Regions from separate parts of the Gossypium raimondii genome. Here region 1 is linked to region 2. The links are chromatin contacts, called in public Hi-C maps. All regions are on one chromosome and are shown on one strand. Each heading gives the region's core, a stretch centred on a gene start, on an enhancer-like site or on the middle of the called end of the contact. The rest is flanking DNA. Distances are from core to core; before and after follow the strand shown. Region 1 holds the start of LOC105772745 (LIM domain-containing protein WLIM2b). Region 2 holds the start of LOC105774203 (putative ABC1 protein At2g40090).

Region 1 (2,700 bases), core at 50-2,549, 150 kb before region 2:
CCGAGGCAGCATAACTAAAAGCTAATATTAAATGCAATAAATGGCAAGAGATACAGCATATTCCATTTGCTTTAAACCTAGTCAATGTACAAAAACAAGCATGTTCACTAGTTTTTCATCTATATCAACAAATGATTGAAAGTAATAATAGAGATATATGCTCATACCCAAATCCGAGTAACATAAGTAAAAGCTACTAAATGCAATAAATGGCAATAGATGCATCATATCCCATGGTCAATGTACAAAACAAGCATTGTAAACTATTTTTTCATCCATACCAACCAAAAGTGATTAATAAAACGCAACCTTTAGTGTCCCTTTGCAATGACTGCACTTGAAGCAAGATTTATGGTAAGGAACTCCATCTGCAGACAAAAGTTCAACTGGATAAACAGTCTTCTCACAAGCCTTGCATTTCTGTTGGGTACCAATAAATGACATGGCTCGAATGTGCTTTGGTCAAAACAAATCGTACTGTTCTTTATCTAGTTCCACGGATCAACTTTAATTCGATTTCTTCTCTTATATTTGCCTATATTAACTGCTCAAAGATGTTAAGAAACAAACAACCAAAAACACAATTCAGAATCAGATTATGTCAAATTTACAACTTCAAATCAGTTTATTCTTCAGTAATTTTGGTCTAAAGGTAACATAAATTGCAATCGATAAAGCCATTATTGCCTAGCTAACGCTTCATATTTCTTAGCAATGTCTCAAAATCACGTCCAATACATATTCGGATATGGGTATTCGGATACACATGCACCCGAATCTACGAGGCTAAACCTTTACATTAGTTTTTGCAGAGAACGCAATATATATATATATATATATAACCTCAGACACTTGATAAACTTGAGTTCATTCTCATTTTATTTTCCTAGCATCCTCAAAACCCCCGATCTGGGACTTAAAAATTAACAAGAAAAGAAATGAACCAAGCAAAATCCAGTGAGTCGATCTAATTTGAGAAAGAAATGATGAAAAGATAGTAACATAAAGCAAACAGAAATGGGTTAAAATTGAAAGTTGAAAGGGAAATTAAAAAGAATGTACCTTTGATAGAAGAAGAAGAAGAAGAAGAAGAAGGCCTGGATTTATGAAAGAAAGAAGAAATAAACGTAAAATGAGAGTATAAAAAGGAGTGAAAAGGGCTTATGGGGTTTGAAAGACCAAAAATGAAGGGAGTGTAAAAGAGGAAGTGGGAGATTGTGTACTTTTTGCAGCGAACAGATGCTGTAGACGTGTATTATATGATGATGGTGGAGGAGGAAGAGAGAGAATGTCGAAAGAGAGTGAATTTTATTCCATTTTTTGATACGATAACCTTATTTATTATTTTATTTATGTATTTATTATTATAATATTGAATTGAAGGCATAAGCATCAATTCATTGTATAATGATTAAAATCTTATTGTTTTATAAATTATTAGGTCCAAAATTAATAAAGCAGTGCCACCAGAAGTACAATTGCTTCAAACACTAGTGAAGAATAAAATAATCAATACATTCGTGGGGTTTTGCCCAGAGAGATAATTTACTATTTCAACATCACGTACAACAAGTGATCATAAACACTAACACTTACCAGATTAGCACTTTCGAACCTAAATTCTAGATCACTATCACTTGAAAACTTAGGATAAAAACCATATGACTCATTTGATTACTTACAAAATGCATTCTAAAAAACAAGTTCTAAATAATACAATAAGTGCTAAAATTATTCACACCTTTTTACCTCTACAAGAGAGTTGCTTGTTTAAAATAAAAGATAATTCTTCGAGATATGTTACCAATATATCTGATCTAATCCAATCTCTTAAGGAAGTCAATTTGCTTGATCCAATCCAAACCAATTTTCATGATAAGTTCATATAACAAGTTTGGGTATCATACAAGAGTTTGCACACATCTAAAATATCAACAAATATTATAGCCCAAAGATTTTGTCACCAAAAATTACCATTTCCATATATAACGAGTTATGAGGCTGAACAATATTAAAATCAGTGGGTATTGCTCGTAACACTCCTCAAAATTGCGTCAACATCATAATAGAAGAAACATATATAAAAAAAAAAAAATGCTCCCCTGAATAGCTCACTATCAATCAATCAAACTTAACAATAAAATAAATAAATGCATAAACAATCTAGATACAGCCTTCTTCATCTTACTTTTCCTTTTTGTTCAAAATATGTCAACACACACGACGTAAATAAGATGTTTGGGTAAGGGTGCAATGGGTGTTAACTCATTAATAATTTTGCAACTCGTGGAACAATAAATATTTTTACCACGAAATCTGGAGGGAGTAGAAATATCTTTATTTTAATCTTTAAAAGTTGTTGATAGTACATTTTTATCAATAAATAAAATTTCGGAAATAACATTTTATAGTTATTTATAAATTGTATCGTTCCGATTAAAACATTTGTTTATTAATAAACCCCAAAATGGAAACAAACGCGCCAGATAGGGGTCGAACCTATGACCTTCTGCTTAGGAAACAGACGCTCTATCCACTGAGCTACAAGCGCGTCCTGATACAAGGTTCTATTTATATAATAATTCTACTATAAAAGTTCAATCTTTGTATATGACACAATTTCAACCGAATAGAATGTGATCTCCCAGAAAATTTAAAAATTCAAACACAACTCGTATCCAATATTCAGCGGCTACTAAG
Region 2 (2,700 bases), core at 196-2,695:
AATAATCATTTATTATTTGAATCATTTGCTCAATTTCATTCTACAAACTATAGATAATTTCGATTACCTAGTAATGTAAGTTGTCTTCTCACATTATAATTTGTTCATATAGTGCAACTTAATATTAGTTAAACCTTAGGTAGTCAATAAGCCAATATTTTCTTATACATTTTGCTTTACTTACAAAAACCATTAAAGACAATACATAATAGAGATAATGAATAACATTTGTTTATTTCCATGAATAATCAATTCGATCATTTCGGAAATTTATCAAATATGATGAAATTATTGCATCAATGACATAAAAAATATTAACATTGATTGTTATCATCATTGATTGTTTTGTTAACTTTAAATAATTATTTGTAGTTTTGGTGGACATTGTACTAGGTCAAAGACATTCAGGCTATTTGCACTTGAGAGTCGTAGTTGAGGTGGTGCACTCATTGGAGAGAACCTACAAAGTCATTATATGATTCCACATCATCAAATAACAACATAGTGATTGGGTGTTATGCCAATTTTACATGTGGCAACTTATCATGAATGAGCAGAATGACATAAAGAATGTCTAAGATAGTGACTTGAAGTGTCAGTCGAATTGGAATTGGGTTCATGAACGTCCACAGTGGATTGGGCACTGGCATTGGTGTCACAAATTTGTCATCACTAAATAGTTGATCCAAGATTGTCAATTTGACACGGATTCGTGGTATATGCTTTAGTTTAGAACCAACAAATTGTTGTTTTTTATCTTGACGGTGAGTATCCATTTATCTCGAGGGAACCCTCATTGAGTAGCCACCACCGAAATTAAAATTAGCGAGCTTGCACGCAAGCATGTGCAATCTTTATTGACGAGCTAGTCCCTAACCTAGTGTTGGTAGGAATTGTCTTAGTCGACAACGACCTCATCAAGCTAATTGGTATCGTTGATGAGCTTATCAACCCCCCATTCATAGCCCAATGCCTCTTTAAGTCATCCTTTATCTGAATCCAAATGTTGCGTATTGCTTAGCCCAACAATAACCTTCATTCTAGTTGAATGAGGAGTTCCTTTTCGAAAAATGGTTTACGCATTTCAAAAGTATAATTTAATTTAAAGAAAATGAATTTATTTATTTATTTATTAGAAAGCTAATTTCAATGAAACAAACACACAGAAAATATTGAAAAAAAATTATGATAATTCTTTTTAAAACAAATATACCCTTAATGTAAAAATATTTTTATATTTTATTATTTTAGAATAATAAACTACATTATTTGAACTATCTCGAGCCCTATATTTCAAAACACCTCTACCAACTAAAGGAAACGAAAACCCATCTTCCCCCAACAAAATGATATTACTTTGTGGGCTATTGGCCTATTTCCCCCAACAAATTAAACCCAAACCCAAATTTTTAAATAAATAAATAAAGACAAGACAAGGGGAAAAAACAAAAAAACAAAAAAACCGAAAGACGGTAAAACATAGGAGAGTTATTTTCGCTCGCTTGTCCCCGTTAGTCTTGCGGGCGGCCATCCCAAAAAATCCATGGCAACGCGATCCCTTTGGCGTACGCGCGCCAAGCTAGCGGTTGCCGCCACTGCCCTTTGTACGGGAGGTGCAGCCGCTACTGTCGCCACCTCTGACGACCCCGCCGCAGCTCTCAAGCTCTGCACCGCCGTCCCTCTCCGCCTTCTCCGTGACTCCGCAACTGCTGCCTCTATCGTCTTCGGTACCTCCAAATCTTGAAAATTGTAACATTTTATTTTCTATCTTCATTTTGTTAAGATAGTTAACTAAAAGCTTAAAGTTCCAATCTTGAATGAAAAATATAACTTACATTGAAAAAAAAAGAAATCAGTTGAATTTGTTAGATTTAAAGGGATGATGATCATTTTGTTTTCTTTATAATGCCATAGATAGAAATTTAGCAAATAATTGAGAATTTGGGTACTGGTATATTTTTATATATTTCAAATTTTGGTGACGCGTTTGAATTATGCTATTAGATTACCAGTATTCATTATGGGGACTGCCAGAAGGAAGTAATGAGAGAGCTAAGATTAAACATGAAGTTCATTTAAGATCGGCACGAAAGCTTCAAGAACTTTGTTTTAGAAATGGAGGAATTTATATCAAGCTTGGCCAACATATTGGGCAATTGGTATGTTTTTAGTAATGCCGACTCTGTGTCTTCGATATGAAGTTTGCTGATCTGGTTTTTGGATTCATTAGATACCATTCGGTCATGGGTTTGATTCGAAAAGATTTTGCTCTTTTATTTGTGTAGGAGTACCTAGTTCCTCAGGAGTATGTTCTTACAATGAGGGAGTCGATGTTGAATAAGTGTCCGGTTTCTTCGTATGATCAAGTATGTGAAGTCTTCAAGAAGGAACTTGGAGAGACACCTGATAAAGTATGTATTGTTTTGAAAACATAATTTTAAGAAGCAGAATTGAATTGTTTTTAATGATTGTTTAGGTTGGATAACTGCTTTTCCAATATAGTAAATGCTATCGATGTTTCTTTACACATGTAGAGGGTATACTTGTCCATTTAAACTAGCTTTCCATATGCAGGTTTTCGATGAATTTGATCCAAAACCGATAGCAAGTGCTTCTCTTGCGCAAGTCCATATTGCTCGTACGCATGATGGTCAAAAAGTTGCTGTGAAGGTTTCACTCTTTGTTACTTTTACCTCAGGA

Evidence for each region. Hi-C and Micro-C count contacts between places; a contact is called where the count stands out from the background.
Region 1: a Hi-C map of leaf shows a contact between it and region 2, with 4 times the contacts expected there. The contact joins the promoter of LOC105772745 here to the promoter of LOC105774203 in region 2. A contact is called at or near these places in 2 of 2 Hi-C or Micro-C datasets (both in leaf).

Annotation. Positions count from the first base shown.
Region 1 is chr6:54,339,576-54,342,275 of ASM2569854v1, reverse strand. It overlaps LOC105772745 (LIM domain-containing protein WLIM2b), which reads right to left and starts at 1,299. Exons shown (of 6, transcript XM_012594169.2): 1 at 1,063-1,299; 2 at 310-544. The coding sequence starts at 444. It overlaps TRNAR-CCU (transfer RNA arginine (anticodon CCU)), which reads right to left and starts at 2,551; the gene lies at 2,479-2,551.
Region 2 is chr6:54,193,437-54,196,136 of ASM2569854v1, reverse strand. LOC105774203 (putative ABC1 protein At2g40090) reads left to right here and starts at 1,445. Exons shown (of 12, transcript XM_012596602.2): 1 at 1,445-1,727; 2 at 2,005-2,159; 3 at 2,286-2,411; 4 at 2,575-2,670. The coding sequence starts at 1,544.